Regions from separate parts of the Gossypium hirsutum genome. Here regions 2, 3 and 4 are each linked to region 1. The links are chromatin contacts, called in public Hi-C maps. All regions are on one chromosome and are shown on one strand. The core of a region is the stretch at or near the end of the contact, and the rest is flanking DNA. Distances in the headings are between cores, read along the strand shown. Region 1 holds the start of LOC107901011 (E3 ubiquitin ligase PQT3-like). Region 2 has its middle 50 kb from the start of LOC121218549. Region 3 has its middle 27 kb from the start of LOC107962826. Region 4 has its middle 11 kb from the start of LOC107962826.

What was found. Hi-C and Micro-C count contacts between places; a contact is called where the count stands out from the background.
Region 2: a Hi-C map of leaf shows a contact between it and region 1, with 1.8 times the contacts expected there. The contact joins the enhancer-like site here to the promoter of LOC107901011 in region 1. A contact is called at or near these places in 4 of 34 Hi-C or Micro-C datasets (all in leaf).
Region 3: a Hi-C map of leaf shows a contact between it and region 1, with 1.6 times the contacts expected there. The contact joins the enhancer-like site here to the promoter of LOC107901011 in region 1. A contact is called at or near these places in 14 of 34 Hi-C or Micro-C datasets (anther, callus, hypocotyl and 2 more).
Region 4: a contact with region 1 is called in a Hi-C map of leaf, with 1.8 times the contacts expected there. The contact joins the enhancer-like site here to the promoter of LOC107901011 in region 1. A contact is called at or near these places in 3 of 34 Hi-C or Micro-C datasets (leaf and seedling).

What each region holds. Positions count from the first base shown.
Region 1 is chrD06:17,629,713-17,636,716 of Gossypium_hirsutum_v2.1, reverse strand. It overlaps LOC107901011 (E3 ubiquitin ligase PQT3-like), which reads right to left and starts at 4,804. Exons shown (of 15, transcript XM_041095896.1): 1 at 4,477-4,804; 2 at 3,724-3,790; 3 at 3,558-3,627; 4 at 3,062-3,189; 5 at 2,845-2,915; 6 at 2,672-2,732; 7 at 2,444-2,559; 8 at 2,055-2,225; 9 at 1,733-1,969; 10 at 1,497-1,544; 11 at 1,364-1,404; 12 at 1,071-1,161; 13 at 783-981; 14 at 576-704; 1 more. The coding sequence starts at 4,645.
Region 2 is chrD06:17,768,370-17,775,090 of Gossypium_hirsutum_v2.1, reverse strand. No RefSeq gene overlaps it. Among protein-coding and RNA genes, the nearest start is that of LOC121218549, 50 kb to the right of the region's middle. Within about 2 kb of position 3,635, at least 7 of the 9 cell types and tissues checked have an H3K27ac peak or open chromatin away from gene starts, as enhancers often do. A contact at or near this core is called in leaf, where this site is marked.
Region 3 is chrD06:17,400,298-17,407,012 of Gossypium_hirsutum_v2.1, reverse strand. No RefSeq gene overlaps it. Among protein-coding and RNA genes, the nearest start is that of LOC107962826, 27 kb to the left of the region's middle. Within about 2 kb of position 2,627, at least 1 of the 9 cell types and tissues checked has an H3K27ac peak or open chromatin away from gene starts, as enhancers often do. A contact at or near this core is called in leaf, where this site is marked.
Region 4 is chrD06:17,415,806-17,422,743 of Gossypium_hirsutum_v2.1, reverse strand. No RefSeq gene overlaps it. Among protein-coding and RNA genes, the nearest start is that of LOC107962826, 11 kb to the left of the region's middle. Within about 2 kb of position 1,618, at least 4 of the 9 cell types and tissues checked have an H3K27ac peak or open chromatin away from gene starts, as enhancers often do. A contact at or near this core is called in leaf, where this site is marked.

The sequences.
Region 1 (7,004 bases), core at 3,555-6,054:
ATGATAGGGCTTTAGATTTTGACCAGCAACTTGAGAACTGCTATCGTCCCTTCCATCATCAGAATAAACATCTTCATCATCGACAATATGGGAATTCCAATTTTTCATCAGTGAGTTTTTGTTAAAGCTGTCTTCAGAGTAGCTTGCAGTCCTTCCCCTCTGAGGATAATTTTTTTTGTGATATGCTCTTTCTGCCTCATCATAGCGGCATTTTTTACCATCATTCTCATCGTAGAGTAGCTTCCTAAAGCATAGAAAATTAGCACATCAAAGATCAGCATATAAGAATAAACACATACCAAAAAGAAAAACAACAATTTGAGTGCTGTACTTTCCACGTCAAACTTTTACAGTCAAAAAGAAGGTATTGTTGCAAATTTCTTCAAATATTTTTCCAAACCAAGAATGGTCAAAAGTCCAACAAAGAATACACTTAAAAAAACTTACTCAAATCCAGAAAAAATTAAAAAAGAAAAAAATCCATTCACCATAAATAGAAGAAAAGAACCATAACAAGGTGAAAACCCTAATCTTTCAGACACAAAAATCTTGCTTGATATGGAAAAGGTTTATACCTCATGACATTCTCACTTGTATTCTGGTGTTTCTTATCATAATATTGACCATCCAACCCTGAAGGACATAATTGGTGATCTATATTTTTCTTCATTGCAGCATCTAAGCCTCCAATCCTTGTAAATCCCCTAAAAATGCACCAGTATCAAAACCAGACATATAATTGTGATGATTCAAGGAGTCTATAAAAAATTAAATGGACTTACCCAAAGGCAGGTGATGCACCAAACATAGATGGCATATACGTGGGAACATGAAACGGTGCAGCAGGAATCACTGTTGCGTTAAAGGACATCATTCCAGATGGGTTATATGGGTTTGCAAAAGGCCTTATAGGGGGATAGTATTGCCCATTCCAATATGGTGATACATAACCAGGCAGTGCTCCTGAAAAGACGGCATTTCCTACAAACCCAATAAACATAAACAAAAAATTAACCCTAGCACATTAAATAAAAAAAATTCGTAATGAATCCAAAATATCTGGAACTTACCTCTTTGAAGCATAGGATGAAGACTAGAAACAGCCGGGCAATCTCTCCTCAAATGACCAGGTGAACCACACATGTAGCAAGCACGGTCCCCCTAAATTCAATCAGGCAAATCAGAATCCATATTTCTATCATTTGAATTACTGCAAATTATGAAATAAGCAAAAATGACAGCACAAAATTGTGACACATCAAATGGGTAATGTATGTGAAACAACTATTATTGAAGATATATATTATATAATGAATTTTATGCATGTATTTAGCATGTAGCGTATGATAAATAAACATATTACCTTTTTTAGTCTTGCCATCTCCACATAATTCATCTCTGCATCTGCCAGTAACACCAAGTCAGTCAGAACAAAGAAGAGTTATGATATCCATATTAGACTTGGGAAAGTCTGTGAATTAGTTTACATGTTCTACCTGCAGTGTCAACCCACAATGTCCTCTTCTTCTTGACATAGGATTCAGCTGTAATTAGACAAGGAAAAGAGTGAGAATTCCAATAATGGAGACTATAGATAATAAAATACGAGATGTGAAGTAGTGATATTCAAGGCAGTATATTCGGCATGTTTGATCTCAAGCTTCTAGATGCTAAAAGACTGTAATCATAGAATAATCAGATAAATAGCTCAAGTGTTTCTACATTATTATACCTTCCTCATCAGTGGGCTGGTTTTCCCCCTGGAAATCATCAAAACCTTCCAGATCCTCAGGTAGTTTGTGCGCAGGCATTTTAGAGATTTTATCTTTGAGAAAACGATTACCATTGGCATGAGAACTAGTGCCACCTATCGATTCAGCATGCACCTGATTGGAGCCCTGCTTTGTTCCTCTTTGAATGACAGAAACGGCACAAGAAACATCTTTCACTTGAATTCCAGATTCTCCATCTGTTTTTGGATAATTTTGCAATTATTCACCTTCCCAGGAATAGTGTAAGGAGAAACAAGAGTTATGAAAATATCATTTTCATACCTGGAGCATATCTACCTAAAGCATTTTCTGAATTGCTAACAACAATTTGGGACTTCAGGAATCGCTCAGTGGCTTGCCTCAGTGACAGATTTGGCAACAAATCTTCCACTTTGTATTTTGTAGAAAAGCATTTGGGACACCTTGCCTTCTCAACCAGCACATGACGAATGCCTGCAACCGAACAAATACCATAATTAAAAAACTGACAGGTGGAAACGTAAGCAACCTTATAGCACTGGAATTTCACACAAGAAACAAGCACTCTGGAGCTAGAGAGCATTTTGCACCCAATTTTTCTTTCATTATCAACAAATCTTAAGGACTATACACTTAGAATGCATAAAAAAGGAATATAAAAAGGTGCCACAACTAGACCAGAAAATACTTACATTTCTCACAGAAACTGTGCTGGCAGCAAGGTATCAGTACAGCCTCCTTAAAAAATGTGCCGCAAAGAGAGCATTTCAGCTCTGACGGAAAATCAGAAGGTTGCATTGCTGGAAAACTGGCAATAACCACTCTCAATAACCAGAGAACATGAAAGTAAAAGAAAGAGAAATCTTCAGACTGAATAATGACATAGAGATAACTGAGGGTGCAAGTGACAAAGCTCTTACGTAGAAAGTTTAGCATTCAACTCAATATCTGCTTTTGATTTTGTTCCTGGAATAATCTGACCTGATGTACAAAGGCAACATGGTAAATCATTTTTTTAAGAACAAAAACGAGAGAGACAAAAAGTCCATCCATATTGAGAAGGGTAGCTAAAGGAAAATGAAACATTTCACACCTTGTGGAACAGCCTCACTTATGTCACTCCCTTCAATTTTTTGACATTCTACCACAGGTTGCTTGGTGCAACTGAATGCAATGGGGAAAAACAATTTACATGAGAGAATAACAATACTGCTTCTGTACTAATAAATCATCAATAGACTGAAAATTGGACAAAGTGGTTGATGCAACTAATTAATGCATTAAAGAAACTAGAAATGAAAGACTGATACCTTTTTAATTTGAAATGAGTGTCCTCATCATCAATACAAAATCTGAACTCAATATTGCAAGATAAGTTCCCCTCAGTTACAGGGCATATTTCTGCCCCGAAGTCATCAAAGTTGACAGTTTCAGTATTCTGTAAAATAAATGTCATCATTTAGAAAAAAAAGTTCTCAACTAAAATAAGTAGGACAGCTTATCTTAAGGTCTACAAGTATTATTTACAAGAAGTGTTTGTGGTTCTTCATCCATCTTGAATTTCATTAACTTAACAAAATTGTAGTAGAATAACTATATTAAAAGGCAGCAGTGAACATGGTGTAAAAGTTCAAGCAATTAAAATATAGAAGACAGCATAAAACATTCTCATCTCATTACTCGTAAATAAAGAGAAAAGTGCAACAATAACAATTCTAAATCTATTTATTCATATCAACATAAAATTATGTGATTAAACATCCAATATGCAATTACTATATCAGGGGTTGCAAAAATAAAACTCACCTGAAGATGAGAGGTTTTGCTCATTTTCTCATCCGGGGTAGCAAAAACTTTGCATGAGCCTAAGTGTGCCCTGAAGATAGTCATCATTCATAGGTAAGGAACCAAGATAGGATGCCACATAATAAATTTTGTATCTAAAATTGAAGTCAACTGAGAGAGCACTAACCCTGCAGGAACTCTCTTTATGATCACACTCGAGCCACAAGGAATTTGAAAATCTTCATGCACGTAAGCTGTATCCAATCCATCAAGCAGACAAAGTAGTTGTTAGCAGATCTGACTGAGTGACAGCCTATGCTGGAACCCATGTAGTTAAAGCAAGTGACTAGCTGCTGTGTCTTAGAACTAGACAACAAAAGCGCCTCAGACTATTTGGGTCGAGGCACAGGCATTTCTATAAGGCACTTGGAGCAAAAACAGCCTGTTTGATTGAAGTCTTTAATTTCTTTAATTTTTATTTCTTCATTGATTTTATATTTAAGAGTAAAAAATGGATAATATCAAACTCTTCAGGTCTCATTATTTGTGTATTCAATAACAAAGACAACCATAAAAAAATCATGCATATTGACCAGAAAAACAAAAAAGAAAATTCTGCATATGTAAAATAGAAACTGGACTACATCAAAGTAATATATTAAGCTTATTTATAATAAAGTGCAAACACATACATATTCATCTTTCGCTTACTTATGCGCTATAGTCAATATAAGGATTCTAGGGCTTAGTGCGTCTTCTCTCCTAGATAACACTGGCTACAAAAGCTATTCAATCCTCCATACGTATGAATCCAATTCCATGTAAATCATTAGCTCGCTATAACTATAAACTTGATTTATACGATCGATTCGTACATAACTTGAAGCGAAAGCAACCAAACAGATAATAAAATTAAAGCAGACAGAAAGCGGGAGGTAACCTTGACCGGAGATAGGATCGGAGAAGAGAAGATCGAAATCTTGGAAAAGATTAAGTTTCTTGTTTTGGACGATACTGGATTTGAGATCACGAACGGAAATCGAAGGCTGGCCTCCAATGTCGACCGAATCGTAATTGCGCGAGCTTCTGAATTTGAAGTGGACCGACATGGCTGAGATGGAATCGGCGAGTTCAATTAGGAACTCAGTTATCCGGAATAATCTCCAGAAAAGAGGAAGGAAGGGAAAAGGGAGATGTTGTTGTGCGTCCGAATTGTGAATCTCTTTGCGAGAGAATTTGGGGATTCTGTTCGTTTTATCAAGTGTGAATCCAAACGGTTTTTATAGCGCGGCGGGTACGACAAGATTACCACGGGCGAAGTGCGTGACATTGGCACGAATGTTTAACTATACACCTGTTGGGTTGGGCCCGATGCGAAAAATGATTTTTGTAATGTCTACGATTGCTTTTAAATTAATTTTGTTAAATATTTTTTTAGAATAAAAATGAATTTTAAAAAACATTTTTACCGTGTGTCAAAATCTAAGTAATTTAATTAAAATATATATAACAGAAAAAGTAAAAGACATTTACCTCTCAGTCTTGGTGTAAAATACATTTCTCCATTGAAAACTATTCATGATTGCATGATTGAAAAAAAATCACATAAACTCTTCCATTCATATCTATTTACTAAATATTTAAATGAAAACATAACTAAACCTTTGTCATTATTTTATTTTCTATTTAATTTTATTCAATTTTTTCATTTTTAATTATAAAATAATGAAAATCCATTTACTTTAAAAATTATATTCAAATACTTTGAAATTAAATTCAAATTGAATTATATTTTACTTCTAGTAAATCTAAGTTGTCTGAATTTATATTTAACTCAATTACTTTAATAAATTTCTTTAATACATTTTTATAATTATTTTGGAATGCTTTTCAGGGATTTGGACATGCCCAAAACATAAAACAAGGTTATAAGGCTTAAAATGCTCAAAATTTAAGTTGTGCAGGTGCAGGGGCTACAAGTCTCGATACTTGAACATCAAGTCTCAAGACTTGGCTTGAAAGTTTTGAGACTTAGGTCTAGAACCGTAGAATTTTGATTTCGATGTTTGTAAGTCTCGAAACTTAGGTGTAAGTCTTGAGACCTTGGACCCCTAGAGTAGAATTTGGCTGAAAAATACTTCAAATCAACTCTAAACATCATCAAAACAAGCTAATAAGTTCCCAATTCATTTAAAACCCATTTGAAACTCAATTAAACAAAATTATAATCATACACGTGCTCGAATAGAGTAACGGAACAAAAGCTTCCAAAAGGAGATATTAAAAGAGTTGAACTTTACAAATAGCTTTACATTTCAATTATAATAAATGTGATTGTGTACATGCCAAGGTACAACACCAATTACAACTAAATTAATCAATTACAATCTTAAACTTAAGTGGTAATGCAATGCTCCCAAGTCAAGGGCACCATCTTCTCAATAGTCTAAAACATATGTGTTTTAAACAATTAACACATTAAGCTCAAAAGCTTAGTAAGTAACTATTGTAACCTACTTATCCTATATTTTATTTGTGTTAAACCCATCTTAAACACATTATATTAATACTTACTCACAACAATTTAGCACTACTAACGAATTAGCTAAGTTAATCGACTTTTAGGGCTCAACTTACATTTTCGTAGTTTATTAGCCTATGACATTATGAATTTCACGTTTAAGACTTTCATAAGTGGTTCATGTAGTATTAATCCTTTACCTCTTAGTTTAGGAATACTTTCATATATATACATACATGTATCCATACATATTATTCACACATCAAATTTTCATTTCCTATAACAACCTAGTTTCCAGTGGTATTAGAAAATGTGATTTTGAAACCTCGTTCCTATCAATCGAGTCCATAAATATTAAATAGTGATATTTATGGAGTTAATATAAAGATATATTGACATTAAATTAAGTAATTTAGCCGAAAATATGGTTAATTAAGGCTTAGGGACTAAATTGTAAAAGTTCAACCACTATATAATTTTAATTAGGAAAAGGTTTGGGGACCTATATAAAAATTATCCAAATGAATAAAATGGTTAATAAACCAATTTTAGTTGGATGATAGTGGATTGTAATGATGATTTGCATTAAGATTAAAATAACAATTAAAATAATTTAATTAAATAATTAATAAAAGGTTAATTAAGTTAATTAAGCATTAAGCTTAGTATATAAGCTAAAATAAGTTGAAGCTTTCATATTCTTTCTTTATGTCACCGTAGCCATTAGAAAACAGAAGAAGAAAGCTTCAAAATTTCTTAAACAATCAGCCAAAATTCAAGTCCCTAAGTTATTTTATTTTGATTTTTATAGATTTATGATTATAGGAGCTTGATTTAGCTAGCCCATGTATCAATTTGTTCAATTTTGAGATTTCGATAGGTTTTCATTATTGAGAAATTGATAAATTAGGCTTTAAATTGATAGAAATAAAAGGACTAAATTATAA
Region 2 (6,721 bases), core at 2,386-4,885, 140 kb before region 1:
GCTAGTCGAAGATCCATCACACTATCCATCGACTATATCGGTAGATTTTGATTATTTTGAGTCATGGTTATAATGACATGTATAGGTGTTTTTGTTTGATGAAATTAGCCATTATGTTTGGCTTGTATATAATGTATTTTTGGGTGATGAAATAGTTGTCATGCTATCATGTTTGTGTGGAATTTTTTAATGGTTGTTATTTGGGCATCTAAGTACCTAAATGATGATAGTTGAATTGATGAATATTAAGGTAAGTTATGAGATGTTGGTTTGGTATAAAATTAGATAGTGTATTGAGTTGTTAAATGGCGAGTTTTGGTAGCCTTGAATATATTTGGCAATTGGTCAATTTGTTAAGGTAGATGATAAATGTGGAAATGGTCATAATGGTATTTGTTAAGTATGAGAATGGTATGTGAACATTAAGGTAAATGTAGTATTTAAGTTGTTCAATTGGTTGATTGATTTATGGATAAATTTAGCAAGTGTTTAATCAAGTTTGTTTGTTGAAATTGAGGTGTCATTTTGGCATATTGGTTGTATGGTTAATTATTATGATGTACAAGCTTGAATATGCATATGTTAGGTGGCTAGACTTTGGGTGAGAAAAATGACTTAGAAATAACCTATTTTTCGTCCACGCGGCCAAGGACACATGCGTGTGTCTTAGCCGTGTGTGACACATGACCATGCAACACGGTCGTGTGTCCCCTGTAGCTTACACAGGGTTGCAAGTCAAGCAGTTACACGGCCTAGCACAGCGCTTGGCACACAGGCATGTGAGGCCATTTCAAAGGGTACATGGCCTGGCACACATGCATGTGGCTTGGCTGTGTGTCCCTACTTCGGATGCCTACACGACCTGAGATACGGGCGTGTGTCTCGGCCGTGTGAGTCACAAGGCCGTATGACCCTTGCAGTTTAAAATTTTGCATCTTTTTCCAAAAAATTCTATATGTTTCCAATTTAGTTTCGACTCGTTTCTAATGTATTTTTAAGGTCTCAAGGGCTCGTATATGGGACAATATGTATTACATTGATTGAATTTGCTATACGTGATGTTGTGAATTGAATGTTTTAAATTTTTGAATGTTTTGATTCGTAAACTCCGGTAATGCTTCGTAACCCATTCCGGCGACGGATACAGGTTAGGGGTGTTACAATTTCTTTTAAGTGTCTTGTTTTCTTTTTCTTTGTATTTTTATTTGCTTGAGGACAAGCAATGAGTTAACTGTGAGGGAGTTTGATTTGCCACAATTCGATGTGGCAAATTAAAGTCTTTTCGACACTTAATGAACTTGTTTTCGAACCATTTTATTAGTATTTCAATTAGTTTTCTAATTTAGTAGTTTAGATGCATATTTGTATTGTAACAAACCGTTGGGCCAATATGGGCCTAGGGTAAGACTGACACGCCAATTTAGTGTGCAGGACATCATTTTCAGGTCAAGGAACACCAAGGACGACGTCAATGTCGCGACACTAGCATGCAGTGTCACAACTCCATATTTCGAAGCAAGAAAAGATCCATTCAAAGTTTTGTGTCTCAACACCGGTCCTATGGTATCGCAACACCATTGTGACAGAGGCCAAAATATTGTTGAAGGTTCGTTTGCACAATGTATTTTATTCAGTTTAATGGCCTGTATTTGACCTAATTAAGGTAGAAACAGGTGCGTATATATAGTTATGTTCAGGCTTAGCTAAGGAGGCCATTTTTAGATTTTTAATTTTAGTTCAATTTAGTTTTATTTTCTCTACAGAATTATTGTTCTTGTTTTTTAGAGGATCCAAATTAATTCCAAGCTTTCATTTTAGTATTTCATAATTTTTCTTTGGTTTCCATTTGCAATCGATATTATCTCGACGACTGTTAAAGGGTTTTTGACTTTTGAGTGCATTCAACATCGAAACGAATCAATTTCTCTTTTCCCTTTTCTTTAGTTTAATATTTACTTTGCATGTTTAAATTAAAGTTAGGAAATTTTGCATTTAGATCCATGAGTAGCTAAACCCCTAGGGAGATTAACGATCGGAGGTGAGATTAATTAATGGAAGAATTAGGGTTTGCCTTAGAATTAGTTGGCGTGAATTTTGTATGCTTAAACCTTAAGATTAACAACTCTAGGAAGTAATATAGGTAAATGAGGTCGAGAGAATACTTTACCGAACAACTCTTAATTCAACCTAGTTTAAACTAAGAGGTTGAGAGATAAGTGGTTTTTGTCAATTAGTTAATTAGCTATAGGCTGAAAGGCAATAACTAGTTAATTATTAGCTAATTCATTAAAACCCAAATTCTGAAGTTAATTTTAAACATTGATATGAGTTAACCTTCTGTTTGTCCATTGAATAAATTTCGACTATTAACCTTATTTAATTACTTTTTGTTATTTTTCTTACTTAATTTTTTTATTTGTTTATTCATACTATAATTTCGATTATTAATGTTTAGCATTGTTAGTGTAGAAAGTAGTTTTTGGTTTAATTCAATCTCCCTTGGGTACGATCCTCAGAATACTTTCCGAAGTGTTTCGTTGTAAACTTACTATATTACAATTTGACCCATATAATTGCGGGCACTATTGTTTTATTTTTTACCTTTTTGTTGCAGTATTTCAGCCAAGGTGTTTGCACGTCTGGCAGCGGTCAACTATCAAATCAAATTCAACCATTAGCAGTCATCCTGTAAAAACATCAACCCAAACTTCCATTCTTAGTATCTCTTCATATCACATGCGATATGAACCACCACTATAGTCTAGGAGTGAGTAAAATCTGCTTCGATTCAAAAAAATTGATAAAAATTTCAAATTTTGATTTAAATAGCTCGAGTTATATGAGTTAATCAAGTTATTCAGATCAACTCGAATAAAAAATTAAGTTTTTCGGTTTAACTCGAATATGAATTAAATAATTCGAGTTATCAGAAAATCCGAATAAGAAAAGGCAAAACCACGTCGTTTTGATAAATGTTTACCTTTTCTAAAGTTAAAAGTCAAAATCATTAAGTTAAAAGGCAAAACTACATCGCTTTGATGAATGTTTACTCATTAAGTTAAAAGGCAAAATCATTATATTGTTTATGTAGTTAAATAATCTTATACTTTGTGTACTAGTTAAATAATCAGTCCATGTAAACGTAACATTGAGTATAAATAATAAGATTCGTTAACTCGACTCTACTTGACTCAAAATTTTTTGACTCAATCCGATTCGGTTCAAAAAAAAATTCAAATTGAGTTGGTTGCTAAAATAAGATTCGTCAACTCGACTAACTTAAATTTTTTGACTCAATTTGACTCGATTCGATCCGATCGAATACTCACCTCTACTGCAGTCAACGTTGACGCTTTGTATAATTTCATTATTATAAAATTTATAATTCTCGTATAATTGTAATTTAAAAGAAAATTTGAAATTCTTTACGGGAGGGGAAGAAAGAACACAAATAACATTTTTCACTAACCTAGCAGGCTTAAAACTTGCAGAATGTGGACCATCTATCATACTAGTGGTCCAATTTGGAATCCAGTCTCAAATGTGAATGAGCTTTTTCTGGTGACCCCGCCAGCCATACCGTCATCTTCTATTGGCATTACCTTACACGTCGATATTTGCTTTGTCCTCATTGCTCACTTTACAATCATACAAAATCTTAATCTCCCCCCTTTGAAGATATAGAAATTGGACCCGATCTATCGGTTTAAATAAAAATCGTCTGGTCCACTACTTCCACAAGACATCTAATCTGAAATGCAAGGAATAGGTGAAAATGGGTACGAAGCAGTTAAAAGTGTTTCTTGAATTAAAAGCTTTATTTAAAGGCTTTTTGAGAGGAAAATGGTTGGCGGTTGGCGGTTTGCGGTTGGCAGTTGGCATATAATGATTTCATACAAGTTCGACAGCCTCATTTGTGGGCCATAACAGGACCAGTAAAATGGGCTATTGAAGTTGGGTTAGAATTTCTAACGTATTGAAAATTATAGGTGTTTTGGACTTGCGAATTTAATCCGATTCATTTCAATTTAAATTCGATTATCAGGTAATAATTTAATAATTTGAGGGTAAAAGAAGAAAAATAAGTAAATTAGATTTTATATATATAATAAAAGTGTAAATTATTATTTTTTAATTTCATCCATTTATGTTGTTGAGTGATAATTTGACTTTTAATTTTTTTATATAAGTGACATGGAATTAAAGGATAAATAGAATTGAGTAAAAGTACCATAGAGTTCCCCATACTAATATTCAGATTTCATTTTACCCATCTACTAAAAAATAAAAAAAAATCCAAAAATAAATAAAATTTCTTAATAATTATTTAAAACACCATATCTAGTATCAACTTTGAACGCGGCCTTTTAAAAAAAAAATTATAAATAATTATTTAAAATTTATAATTAATTATTAAACTTATCTAAAAATTATTAAAAATAATGTCCAGAATAAACTTAAACAAATAGTTGTTTAGTTTCAAATGAGCCTTAACGTCAAGGTTAATTCCGGAGAGGTTTATTAAATAATTATAATAATTATTTATTACATATAGTTTCTAATATTTTTTATAATTCTTAATTATTATAATTTCTTATAATTATTAAAAGTTACAATTTCTTATATTTCTTAATATCTTTTTAATAAATTCTATAATTATTTAATAACTATTTAAGAAACTACTCTAAAATAAACTTAGACAAATGATAGTCAATGTTTATTTGAGCCTAGAGAACCATTAGTCCAGACTCATCCCGATAGTTGTTTTTAATATTTTCAATATTCTTTTTTTGTAATTTCTTATAATTCTTAATATTTTTTTTATATTTTTATAATTTTTATCATTGTTTGAAAAATCATGTTCAAGATGAACTTGATCAAATGGTTGTGTTCATCATAGATGTGGTCTTTTAAAAACAGTTGTAAAAAAATTATTTATTTTTTTAAGATTTTTTAAATTTTTAAAAGTATTGTCATGCCATCATGAGATATATGTGGCATGTAATATATCACAGTCTGGTTTTGTTGTTAGCCACATTAATACTTAATACTAGAAATTGATGAAATTTTTAACAAAATGACCAATTGTTCTTTAACGGGACTAATTTATCTTCTTTTTTTTTCTTTTTTTTTGTAAAAAAGGTAAAATACAATCTGGCTCTTAATATAAGGGTCTTTATAGTACTTTTACCTTTTATTTTTCTTCACAATACACCACCTTGGATTTTATGTTTTTTTCAAATTAAAAATTAATTCCACTTTGGATATTACCTTGATTAATTTGTACTCTTTTTCAAATATATATAGGATAATTTATCTATTTTTTAGTAAAATAAGTAAAATATAATCCATCGAACCAAAGTCAAAATTGATTAGAATCTAAGCCAGTCCAACTTTGAAATGACCAATAAGTAATTTAAAAAAATCCATTTAAGGAAAAACCAAAATCCGAAACTATCGGAACTGTTATGATATGGTTAAAAAAAACATCCAAATGACTTGGAATCAAAACAACAAACCCGCATCCCGCCATCACTTTATACTGCAGCTACCGAGTGCATCGACAATGAAGGATTGGCTTCATGGGCCTGGAAATAACAGCCGAAAAGAGGGTATTCATCGACAATGAATTCATTAAAATTCTATAATTTTTGCTACAAAAGCCATCAGGATTCATCCCTTTCTTTAGTTCAAAACATTAATGTAGTGTTTTGGATAGAAAATAAGAGAAAAATAAATATGATCTACTGAATCTAATGCACTGATAAACGACAGCTGGCTGTAGCCTTCAACACAAGCACCACACAGTAGGCAATGACCAACATGTCACAGGTTTGTCAAGTGTGCACTTTGCCTCTACTAAAGTAGTCAACTACCCTTTAGGTGAGTTATAAGTTGAGGTATTTCTATCATCTTACACCATTTAATTCTACAATTTCCTTTCTTCCTTAAACCTTCTCTTGCTTTTTCTTAAACGCAATTGAAATGCCCCATGGTTCTATTTTAGGAAGACCAAACTAACCAACCTAATTTGCCTGCCATGGGAAGTATAATGCTTAGGCATATTATTCCATAAAACATACGCTAGGATAAACAAGCCTTAGACTTAGTTTGGATGGGCGGTGTGTTTACCTTCGGTGAGGTTAAAAATAGCGGTGGCGGTGAGATTAGTTACTGTAGCGGTGAGATTGGATACTGTAGCGGTGAGATTAGAAACAATGGTGGAGTGTGTGTTTGGATTCAAACGCAACTGTAGCGGTGAGGTGAGAAAAAAATGACTATTAAGGACATCATATTAGAATTGATATATATTAAAAGTTTTTTAAATTATTTTACTTTTTTAAAATTATTAAAATATGGGAATTGATAAATTAATTTAATAAAATATTAAAATGTATCTTCCAATATTTTAATGAATTATATAATTAATTTAAATTATTTATTAGATAAAATGATAATTATTTTTAATTTTTTATAGTTAAATGGTAAAATGTATCTTCCAATATTTTAATTTTTTATAGTTAAATGGTAAAATGGGAAAGAAATTACTTTAACTTTCAAGGATAAAATGGTAAAATAATAAATAAAAATATGGGCATTTTTGTCTGCTAAAAAAGTTGACTGCCCACTGTGTATAGACTGGAGCTTTTAGCTCCGGTTCAAAATGAGGCTGGCAGTGAGGTTGAAATTTTCAACTGCACCTCACCATTGTTTATCCAAA
Region 3 (6,715 bases), core at 1,378-3,877, 230 kb after region 1:
TATTAACTTAAAAATATTTATTAAAACTTTTTTCACAATATTGTGTCTGTAGGACAACATTATTTGCGTGAAATGTGGAGTATGTTTTTTTATAATATATCCTTATCAGTTATTGTCTCTCTACATAATTTCAATTACAAAGTGATTCTAAACATAGTTGAGTTATATTCACACACAAATTTAAAATCTTGTAATCTCAAATGTAGCCAATCATGGCGAGCTTTAGAAAGTATTACGGGTTTTTTGCGGTCATATATTTCTTTTAGACTATTCCAAAGGACAAATGGATATTTAACAGTCAAATATTCATTCTTTAGTCCCCCATGGAGGTGATGGCAAAGAAATATCATGGCTTGGACATTATCTTAACTAGATGTTTCATTTCCTTTATTAATAGTTTCACCAAAGCTGTTTGCATTTAAGTGTATTTTAGCATCTAACATCCAAGATAAATAATTCTTTCCAATAATATCAAAAGCCACAAATTCAAGTTTTGCAAGGTTCAACATTGATGATACAACTACAATGCAAATTTAATATAAACATAAGTAGTCTCTTAACAAACTTTCAAGCATAACATAACAATACTCCGGTGATTACAATAATTTAGTCACAAAATAAATTACAAGTAATTTGGCTATGTTAGAAGTTTTAACAAATTACGGGGTTAGTGGAACTTTTGACGATGCGAACATACCTTGATCCAAACTAATGAAGATCGCAAGACTCTTAGATTAATTTAAGCGTGCGTGTTGATAACGTATTATAAAACAAGAATAATAGATAAAAGATATATATGAGAATAGGGGGATTTCTATTGCATTCTATTATTTTTCATCATCATCACAACTAGAGGTGGCCCGCCCGAAATATGGGAGGGTTTGGGTAAAAATATAGGCCCAAAATATGAGATTGGGCAAAAAAACGAGGCCCGATTAAAAAACGGGCCGGGCCTCGGGCACCACTTTTTTGGCTCGGGCCCGGCCGGCCCGGCCCGAATAATAAATATTTTTATTTTTTTATTTTATTTAATTTTAAAATACTTTTTTTAATTTTTTTAATTTTAAAATTTTTTTAAAATAATTTTTTAAATTTTAAAATATTTTTAAAATACTTTTTTTAATTTTTATTTTAATTTTTAAAATAAATTTTTGGTATTTATTTAAAAAACGGGCAGGGCCGGGTTGGGCCGGGCCCGGGCTTATAAATTTTTTCCCGGGCCGGGCCTGGGCAAAATTCTAGGCCCATATTTCGGGCCGAGCCGGGCCCAGGCCTAGGACCCGGGCTGAAATTTTTTTCTGGGCCCGGTCCGGCCCATGAACACCTCTAATCACAACTAGTAAATTCCTATATATCTAATACATAAATAGGAAAGGGGTTTTAAGGAGATGAAATGTGAAGAGTTAAGGAATATGAAAGGTGAAAAGTTGATTATAGTGAACATCCACTTAATAGCATTCATAATAAAAACAAGATTTTTTAACTTTAAATTTAATTAATGAATTGGCATTGATTCAAAGCCATTTTTGTTTTCAATAATTTTAAAATATTATCTCTTACCCTAGTTCAAATCCATATAAATCTAGGAAAATTTTATTTATCATATTTCTATAATGGAAAACATGTGCAAAATGTAATTTTATATTTCCATTATTGAAAACAAATTTTTTTCTATTATAAAATGTATTTTCAAATTTTTTAAAAAAAAACATAAAATGAAAACCATTTTTTAAAACATTAAAATAAAAAGTTCATTTTTTTTCTTTTTATTTTAAAAATAATATTTATTTTCTATTTTAAAAATTAAAAACATATTTTGTAAATAAAAAATTTGTTTTCAATAATGAAAACTTGTTTGGTGCTTATTTTCCTATAATAGAAATTGAGAAATAAAATGAAATAATCCCACAGTTATATGAATTTGAGCCAAGGTAACAAGTTTGATATTTAATACTATTGAAATTTTTTTTAATGTTTATATAGGTTTAAAAACTAGACTCAATTCATTTAAACTTTTCAGTTTTACATAAAATAAAGATTAAAAGTATCAAATAGTTTCATTTTTCATTTCCCAAAATTTATTTTTAAAATTTTCAAACAAATAAAATTTTCAATGTTTCCTATTTTTCAAGAAAAAAAAACAAAACAACTGTTATTTACTAAAATCAAACGGAACTAAAAGTTTCACTAAAATTTTCAAAGGTGAAGCCAGCAAGTTTAAACAGAATTCACTCCAATATATTTACTAAAATATCTCTCTTTTAATGTTACTATTTTACATATTTTTAACTTTTAATCTCTTAATTTTAAAAGAATTTCTACATATATTTTACTTTTATAAATACATTTTTTATATATTTGATTAGAAAATCTTAAATTTAGAAAATATTATAACAATATAAATAAAACATTAAGAAACATTTTAACCATGTAAGGGTTGGATGAACAAGGACAAGTTAGAGTTGAAAGCTAATGTATTCAACGGATTCAAGTATATTTAAATGAAATGAAATTCGAGCTGATGAATCCAATCGAATTGGATCATGATGAGGTCTACATGAGTTAGTTCAGAAGCAGAAGACTTGAGAGGCCTGGAAGAAACTGTTTGTATAAGGGGTTAAGCCCATTGGCTTAGGCCCACATTAAGGGCTAGGCCCAATTTTCTAAATTCTTTAAATCTCCACCTCTAAATACCATACTAACAAAAATGCTTTGCTTTAATACAAGGTTTTGGACTTTGAATTTTATGTTATGTTTGAATTTATTTTAATTAATTAATTAGAGTTGAGTTAATTATTTAATCTAAGTTTTTATAATAATTAATTTATTGAAATTATTATAACTTAAATTTTTTTTCTTTTTTAACGCTCCTTGAAAATGAAATTTTAATTTAATATGAATTCTAATTTGAAACAAATATATAGATGAAATTTTAATTTTTTGTTTGAGCAAATTAATTAGCTGTAATTTTGAGAACAAAAAATTAATGACAACCTAAACCATCAATATAGTTGCTTATGCATCAGTTTTTGCTATATCATTTGGTGTACATTGTTTTAATGGAAAATCGAAACAATCAATTCTCTTTTTCCACAGCAGTAAAAATTTTAATTTGTATCGACTTTATCAATTTATTCTATCTAATTATGATCACATCCATCGAAACATTATGCATCAAATGATATATGAATAATATAAAAAATAATATAAAAATATATTTATCATTTATACTAATAATAATAAAAGCTTTAATTTTAACCATTAAAGTTTACTGACTTTAACTTTTAAACAACATAAAAATAAGTAAACAACTTGTATATAGGGAAAAAGAAAAGAAATGAAATGAAAATTTTCTCAAAGCTTCACTTCAACTTTATATTTAGTATAGGATGATTTTATTGTGAAAAATTTTATTGTTTAATGCTTTTTTTTGAATTGTTAAATGATTGATTTTTATTTGTGAAATTTAGTAATGAATATTTTATTTTCATTTATTTGAAATCTATAAATATATATTTTAAAAATGTTAATAAATCTGAAACGATACATCACAACATACTTATATCTATTTATATCAATTCCAATTCTAATAGAAAAAATAAATGTGCCATATATTGGCTATCTTGATAACATCTTATTTTACATATTTGGAACGGGATTGTCAATCGTTCAGATAGATTAAGAGTAGTCTTATAATTCAATTGATATTATTGTTGTTACAACAATGTAAAAGATGTAGGTTTCAATACACGTGTAATATACTCCAATTTAAAATTTTAGAATTTGTGGAGGTTATATGTAATTTAGGAGTCATAAGAAAAAAGTCAAGCATTGTCAACTGTCGGATCTTTTCCAAGTCTTTCTTTATCATTGATTGGAATTATTGGGACCCACATGTTTCCTAATCAGTAAGCAACTGTTAATTTATAATAATTCAGCTTAATTATCAAAATTGTTTAGACACGTTAATAAAAAACATTTTAAAATTTAAAAATAAAAAAAATAGAAAAAAGGTTTTTTTACGCATGTAATACATAATTAATATTTAAATACCTAAATGATATGCCAATCATTATTTATCAAAATGGTATGTTTTGAACAGTGTTGGGGGTGGAGGGAGATAGGGTGGTGGCACCACCAATTTTTTCTATTGCAAACATGGAAGCATCATTAGCATATGATTTGTGTTTTAAAAAATATGTTTAAATGGTGGAGGGAGTAGGATAGACGACACCTGCATTTTGTGTCCATACACGGGTGAAACTGGGGTAAAAATTCGAGTTACATGGGTGAGGGTGTTTTAAAGGCGGAACCTAGTGGAGGGTCCCTGATAGGTGGCACCTAGTGGAGAAGCCTTATTTAAGCAGTGTTTTCTTGAACAGTTTTGAAGATAAGAAAAGAAGAGGAAAAAAATTGTTGTAGTAAAAGAGAAATTATTGAAGAATTTGTAAGGTTAGTATATACCAATTTTATTTTTTTACAATATATTTTTTAGAAATAAAATATTGAGAAATTTAATTATTTTTATAGATTTAGTATTGAAGATGGATAATCAATTTTCCGTATGTGTTTAGTTCAATGAAGTAATTTTGACAACAATAGTTGGATGTATATTTGAATGTCGCCAACAAATTGCAATGAGATTTAATAGAAATATCTCAGTTGATGATATGAAAGAAATGATCAACGCAAAAATTGTTAGACGTTGGAGGAGGATTTCGAAACTATTCTAAAAATTTCCAATTTCAACAGATTGCATCAAATTCACCAGATGGAACTTGTAAACGATGAAGACGTAGAGACAATGGTCGCACTTTATTGCTCGAATCGAAATGGCCAAACTGAACCGATTCAGTTGTTTGCTGAGTTAGTTGATGTGGAGCCAACTGAAGATTTCTCTCTATTAAGTGAAGAACATAGAGTTCAATATTCATGTACGGTGGTTCCAAGAGCACATGTTGATAGGCGATCGACTATATGCGAGATCGGCATCAATCTTAATGCTCCACCTTTGTCTGAGAACCTTATCCTGGTCCCTATTTACAAATACATTCGGTGGTGATTGAGACCGATGCGAATAGTGATGATAGATATGATAATAATGGTCCTTTTGATTGCGAGGTTGAAGATTATAGTGATCCTGATCTAGGCGAGGTCCTGGATGATATCGACGAAGAAGGCGCGAATGATGATGGAAATGTTAACATGTCTCCAGTCATGAACACAAGTCGAGGCATTATGATACACAATGATCTTAGAGAGCACATATTGATCATAGATCCTGATGCGACGCATGTATTTGAGTTCCCGGAGTACCCCAATATACTACATGCTCACTGGTTGGCCGCAGATCTTGAACTTGAGGAGTTGTTTGTGGGCAAAAAATTTGCAACCAAGGAAGACTACGTATTTGCCATTAAATGGTATAGCATGAATGTGTTGATTGATTGTAAAGTTACCGTGTCTAAACTGACATTGTATAATAGGGAGTGTTGGAGGTTGGCAGAAGGTTGCAATTGGCGGGTACGAGCCACATTTATTCAAAGGTCGCAAATGTGGGTGATCCGAAAATTTTTTGGGCCTAACACATGCAGTTTAACACGCATGATGCAAGATCACTGCAAACTTGATGCCAAAAATATATGTAATTGCATCATGCCAATGGTGAAGGACATGCCGACAATTCCTGTTTCAGTACTGATTGCCAAAATGCAAGAATGATTCCAGTACTGGGTGTCCTACCGGAAAACATGGATAACTAAACATATGACACTAGAGTAGTTGTATAGAGATTGAGATGTGTCGTACAATGACCTACATGGGTGGATAACCATTATGTGGGAGTATGTGCTAGAGACTGTCATTGAGTTGCAGACACAACCTTATTACGACCTGGACAATCAACTACAACTAGGAAGAAGAGTTTTCCACCTGATGTTTTGGACGTTCGATTCATGTGTACGAGCATTTACCCATTGCAAGCCACTTGTGCAGGTTGATGGGACCTAACAATACGAAAAATATACGCAGATCCTACTTATTGCGGTCACTCAAGATAGGAATCGGAACTTGCTCCCGATAGCATTTGCCATTGTGGAGTCGGAGAACATGGAATCATGAAAATTCTTCCTAACAAACTTGTGGATATATGTTGTTAGGGACAACAATATTTGCATCATATCTGATAGATCGAAGGGACTAGTTGTCGCGATTAGGCATTTTGATTTTCCGTGGAGATCTGTTTACTGCATTCGACACATCGTGGCTAACTTCCACCGAGACTACAAGAATGCAGATTGAAAGAAACTAGTTGTGAAAATGAGTAAAATTTAGTTTCAACATATGTTTTAAATGTTTTTAATACTTCCACAAATTAATTTGAAAATGTAACTTGTCTTTTCAGAATACATATGCTGCGTACGAGTTAGAGCCACTCAATTGTTGAGAAATTCAGTAAGGGTGCGTTAATGCACCATAAGTGTGAGTGGATGTAAGCAGACGGGGGAATAATAGTCGCAATGTTCGGGAAGGAATATGACATCCAGATGAACTGCACAATTAATAACATCATTATAGTAGCACGAGTTAAATAAAATAAATAAAGTAATTAAATGTAATGAATATTAGTAAAAATTAACCTCGCCTCGACTTGTGTTTCAATCATCTGGTGGTAAATCGAAAGTATCTATGACCTCTCGATACTCAAAGAAAAACT
Region 4 (6,938 bases), core at 369-2,868, 210 kb after region 1:
TATGCTATAGATTAGATTCGAGTTGAGTCAAGAATTTTGACCAAAATTTAGAGTTAACTCTTATTTTATAATAGGTTAAAATATGTTATAAGTCCCTATACTTATAAAAAAATTAGGAATTTAGCTCATGTACTTCTATTTCATGAATTTAGTCCCTCTACTTTTCAAATTTCGAAATTCAGGTCCAACTATTAACATTGTTAAATTGTGTTGTTAAATTTGCTGCTATAACATTTTTTAAATAAAAAAAACTCTCACTTAATTTAACCATGTAATTAAAAAAACGACTTTATAATTAGCTTAAATTTAACCATTACAAGATTATATGATGAAAGGATTTAGGGGAATGATGCATAAAAGGCACATTCACCCATTTAGTGTTTTAGGTTGTCCTTCAATGCTGTAAATCAAGTAGAAACCAAGCAAATAAATGTGGTCAATCAAAATGAAGAAAAATACAATCAAGTAGGGTTTGAAAGATTTTATACTATATTTTAGTTAAACAAATCAAGTAAGACTTTATTCATACTGGAAGATTAAATTGAAGTAGTTGTAGAAAAAGCTAATCTTGATTTTTGTGGGGTAAAAAAACATATTCGGAACCATGACAGTATTGTGTCTTGTCAAAATAGTTTTCGAGATGATTTCTTTTGGAATATGTAGCATCAATGTTGATTCTCTATGGACACGTGCATGGGATGCTTTGTGACATGTAAATTGGTTTACTTTATGAAGAAAAGAATAATATCCCCACGCTAGATTTCTCCAGGACGACAAAAACAAATTATCTTTCTAGATTACGATTCCAAGGATGATTTTCATTTGATTTAAAGAGACAATTGAAGTGATTATATTTAAAATACTTAAACCCAAACGTGAAATAAACCCAAATAAGTATTTAAATGTTGTTTAAAAAAACAATTAAACCCACCAATTAAATCTATATAGGGCATATCTCAAGGATTTGTAATTTGATTTATTTTTATATAAATTATAAATTTACCATTTGACACATTAATCAAAGACGCTTCCCTTATACTTAAAATCATAAAACAATGGAACTCTTTCAAAAAGGAAATTAAGATTTTGGCTAAAAGGTCTTTCGGATTTTGTAGTATTCCCCTTGGATTGATTATAGATTCTTCTTTTTATGAGTTGAATCTAAACCCAAAATTAGGGTATGGATAATCGATTTTCAACATATATTATTATTGTGGTATGAAAAGCCAAGACAAGTCAAAAGTTGGAGTATAGCCTTCCTTTCTGCATATCTACAAAAGGGTTTTACTTAGTGAACTTTACAGTTGTAGCCGTGAATTTGATTCTTTTATATACATATGTACAAGGGTAAGTGCCTATGAATTTATCCAAATAAAATTTTGTTTTAAAAGGGTATGAACTGAATATTTTATAATTAAAAGGACTAAAATTAGTATTATTTCATTTAATCAAAGAAGCCGGGCCCCACTTAGTCCTTACCCTGCTACATCCTTAGAAGAAAAAAAAATCCATGTCATTATATTAATACAAAAAAATGATGGTAGAGCATGGTCCACTTCGTTCTCTACAACTGTGTTGAGTGAGGATGATGCCAAATTTTATTGAATTTAGAGTAATTGAGCCAAAAAAGGAAAAGGGTGTGTTAGAAGAAAAGTAATGACTTATAGATGTCGTCCTCGGTGTGGGCTAAGAAGATGACAGGAATTAGGCGATCCAGCTTACAGAAAGCTACGCATTCATAATCAATAAGCGACAAAAGGAATTTAATCAAGAATAAGTCATAAAAGATAGTCTTACCTGTTTTCATCCATTTTTTGACCCCTAGATGCTCTTTTTCACTTCACTTTTATGCTAAGTGTTCAGTTTTGGAGGATGTAATGTAAAATTATATCTAATAATAGGATTATTAGAATGAAAAATTATTTTGTTTAATTTATTTGGTTGAAATGTAAAATTTTATTATTTAATTGACAGAACTAAAAAAATCATTTAAAATTACATTTTATTTCATTATTATTAATTTTTTTCATTATTAACTGCACAAATATTAAAGCTTATGATATGTTGGATAACTTGAGTGGAGACGATAGAACCGAAGACTTATATGGAAATAAACAGTAGGCTTTGAGGCGCAAATAATGCTTTCCAAAGAGAACTATTTGCCCCCACACAAAGTTGCTAGAGAATTAAGACAAAGGTACTCCCGGGATACAACGAAGTTTTGAATTTCCTTTGATTAGCAAAATCGAGGAATTCCCTAACTCTTACTCTAGTTTCTGAAAATAGGATTGATTGTAATTGTGATTTGTGAGCACCATAGAATAGGGGTGATCATGGGTTGGGATACTCGGCCCGGCCTGACGGTCCACCCAAAAAATGAGAGGGTTCGGGTAAAAATATAGGTCCGAAATATGAGTTTGGACAAAAAAAGAGGCCTATTTAGAAAACGGGTCGGGCCCGAATGTATATTAAATATATATTTTTTATTTTTAATCAAATATACTTTTTAATCAAATATATATATTAAATATATACTTTTTTGGTGTTGTAAAATTTAATATGGGCTGGGCCAGGCTCGGGCTTAGCAATTTTCTTTCGAGCCGGGCTTGGACAAATTTTTAGGCCCATATTTCAGGCCGAGTCAAGCTCGGGCCTAGAAAATGGGCCTAAAATTTTGTCTGGGCTCGGCCATGATCACCTCTACCATAGACCATCCATTTATATGCATTCAAAGGATACTATTTTGAAGAATCACAACCCTTCGTGTTGAACATACTTCTTAGAAGAAATATGTCCCATGAAAATGTATCCATTGAATGATAATTTATCACTTTCTAAATGTATTTATTGAATTATAATTATTACTTTCCAAAATTGAATAAGTGCTCATCAAAAAATTAAATTTGCAATCTATAATTTCTAACATAGTATTTTTACTATACTAATAAATGAATGAATTGCCCTCCTAAATTAATTTCATATCACATTTTTTAAATTTAAAATTGGAGAGAAACAATAAATATTTGGGGTTTCTCTTTTGATTAAAGTGATTGAAAAAGAAAGAAGAAAAAGAAAACATTTGTTACTAAAACATATTATTTGTTATGGTTTAAAGAAAAATTTTTAACAAATGATAAAAATATTATAAAAGCAACATTTTGCACATATTGTTAATTTCCATCAACTAATAATATAGAAAATTTTGAAAAATATATTAAAAAAATAATTTTTAATTTACACATATTGTTAATTTCTATCAACTAATAATATAGAAAATTATTATTATTTTGTTTGATGTTATGGGTCGAAATGGAACAAGGGGAAACAATGCGCAGCATGGGTTTAGTTAAACAGAGTGTTTTAAAAAATTAGGTACTATTAGTTTTACCATTCATTTTAACTAAATTTTAAGCAATTAATTCATTTTCATTTTCCTTCCTATATATTGGGGTGTAAGGGAGTTGAGCCAGTTATGAAAAAGGAATTAGTTGTTGCACAAATTTATCTTTCTCTATTCTCTTCCCTAGTTTCTCCTACCGTTTTTGCGATTGTTCTTTTTCTTTTTTTTTCTATTTTCAACTGTATCAAGGTATCGGAGCTCAACGATTTGCTATGTCCAGGGATGGTGTGACCACGAGACTACAGAAGGATGTGGGCGTTCTTCAACAAGAAATGGTAAAAGTCCAAGGTGAACTCTCCCAGTTGGGTTCCAAGTGAGATACTAAGCTAGAGGCTTGATTGCAATGTTTTAAAGAGGAATTTCGTATGGAGATGCACTCTTTGTTTAAAAAGTATTTGGGCAATCCCATTACTTTGAATACAATAGCAACTGTTCAAGCCAAGGGGAAAGGGGTTTTGGGAGTGCCACCTCTAGGATTTCCATCTAAGAATCCTCTATAAGTCCCTCAACCTCTTTTGAGACCTACGATTTTGAACCTACCTAGTTCGGGGTTCCTTTAGGAGCATTCCTACAGGTTAGAATGCCTTCGTTTTGATGGAGCTGACTTTAGGGGCTAGTGGTTGAAGCTAGAGTAGTACTTTGCAACTAAAAGAGTGCTTGAGTATGATAAGGTATGTACAGTGGCGCTTCACCTAGAAGGTTGAGCCTTAGATTAACATAACTTCTTGCCTAAAAGCATGGAGGTCTTCACTTGTTGGATTGGACTTGTTATGCTCATAGTTTGAGAAAGTGTTTTGGATCAAGCATATTTAAGGAGTTGATAGCTGAATTGGTGACCTTGAAACAACAAGGCCCAGTGGAGCAATATCACGACCAATTTGTAAGCCTTTTGAACCAGTTACAATTACCAAAATCATATACCCTTAGAATATTTGTTAGTAATATGAAAACGAAAATAATTTAGTACTTACAACTATTTAGACCTCAAACATTGGTGAAATGGTTCCACATTGCTCAACAAATAGAGAGTATTTTAGGAGTATCTCCTAGGAAGGGATTTTTAATTGAAGCTAATTCATTGCCTAGGTTTAGTTCACCCCTAGCTTTTCTATTTCTACTCGACCACATGGCTCTGCTCAATCTGGTTCCTAGGCTTATCCATCATCAAGGGGATCTGTGTCATCTAAAGGGTCCACAAAAGGAGTAAGTCCTACATTCATGGATGAAAGAAAGCAAAAAGGCCTTTGCTTATGGTGTGGAGCCAAGTACCACATTAGCCACATATGTGTTAAAATCCAATTATATCAAATGTTGCTAGAGTCACCTTGTGAGGAGGATATAGAGGATTTTCAAGAATGCTCAGAGCAGTTGAAGGATCTTCCTAGAGAAGGGGATCAACACAAATACCTGTACTGTCCTTGCATGCAATCAAAGGGTCTCAGGGTCTCTATACCATGAGGATTGAGGCAAAAATAGGGTCAGCCAAGGTTATTTTCTTAGTAGATTCTGGAAGTGCACATAACTTCCTAGACTTTAGGTTGGTATCTAGGTTGGCCTTACCTATTTGGCACCAACAACAGATGAGAGTTACTATAGCTGATGAAAGACAACTGTTTACTAGTGGCACTTGTAAGAGAGTAGAATTGGAGGTCCAAGGAGCCAATTTCATTACTGATTTTATGATTTTACCCATGAATGGGTGTGATTTGGTTTTAGGAATACAATGGTTGCTTTCCCTAGGGTCTATAAACTGAAATTTTAGTTCCATGACCATGTAGTTTTCTTCTAATAGGTCTTTTGTACTATTAAAGGTATTCTACCAAGTAGCATTGAAGTGCTAAGACAAGGGTAGTAAGCAAAAATTTTTCAATGGTTGGTTGAGAATTAAGCCCTTGTGCATTATTTATGACTAGTATTGAACAAGTGGCCTTATCAGCAATCTTTGCTCAGACCTTGCCTGAAGAATTACAATTGCTCCTTAAGGGATTTTAGGATACCTTTCAAGGTATCTCAAGTTTGCCTCCTATAAGGCCCCAAGATCACATGATACCTCTTAAGGATGAAGGAGCAGTTGTTAAAGTCAGACTTTACAGGTACCCTATGATCTAGAAGTCTGAGTTAGAAAGACTTGTTAAAGAAATGTTTCAAGCTAGAATAATCAGAGATAATTCCAATCCCTTTACTTCTCTTGTGGTCACGGTGAAGAAAAAAGATGGCACCTGAAGACTTTATGTAGACTATAGACACTTTAATCAATTGACAATCAATGATTGATTTCCAATTCCCATTATTGAAAAGCTGCTAGATGAGTTGGGACAGGCCAAGGTGTTTTTTAAGTTAGATTTGAGATTTGGTTACACCAGATTAGAATGCATGAAGCTAACATTCCAAAGATAACTTTCAAAATTTATGAAGGCCATTACGAGTTTTTGGTAATTGATGAACACTATTTTTAAACCATTATTGGTTAGTAAAATTTTAGTTTTTTTTATGACATATTGGTTTATTCCACCACTTGGTTGGAATATGTGACCCATCTCAGAGAGGTTTTCATGTTGTTGAGGCAACATCAACTCTTTTTCATGAAGAGTAAATGCTCATTTGGTACTGATCGAGTAGAGTACTTGGGACATGTCATCTCCAAGGAAACTATTTTAATGGATAAGACCAATGTGGATTGTGTAGCAAACTGACCTCTTCCTACTTCCATCACGGAGTTGAGGGGATTTTGGGACTCTCGAGATACTATAAGAGGTTCATTAAACACTATGGTATAATTGTTAGACCCTTAACCAGTTTGCTTAAGAAGGATGCTTGAAGGTGGAGTGATCAAGCCACTATTGCTTTTAAGTAGCTGAAAAAAGCTCTATGTTCAACACTAGTCTTGGTTCTTCCTAATTTTAAACTAGAATTCTGTGTGGATACTGATGCCTTGGGTTATGGGGTAGGTGTAGTGTTTCAGCTTTCAGCTACAATAAAGACTTGTGGCTTATTTTAGCAAAGAGTTGGGGATAAAGCACCAAGCCTTGTCCATATACGAGAAGGAAATAATGGTTGTGCTATTAGCTTTGAGAAAATGACACTCGTGCTTAGTGGAAAGGCACTTTAAAATCAGAATTGGTCACCAAAGTTTAAGGTTTCTAGTTTATCAGATGGTTGTAACTCCTTTTTAGTAGAAATAAGTAGCAAAAATGCTCGAGGTATGACTATGAAGTGATTTACAGAAAGGGGTCAAGTAATGTGGTAGCAAATGTCTTGTCAATTAAGTAGTCTTTAAAAGAAGGGCAATACTTGCAGATTATTGGAAGCACTATCAACTATAGTATTCTTGCAAGCATCCTACCTAGTTGACACTAAAGTTCAGAAGTTGTGTTAAGAAGTCCAGCAGCAAGGCACCAAGCATCCAAAATATTCTTGGGATGGCAGGTTCCTTAGAAGAAAGGGGAAGATTGTGGTGGGAAATATGGCTAGCCTCAAGCAAAAATTATTTCAACATTTTTATGCTAGTGCTATGAGTGGTCATTTAGGGGTACATGTA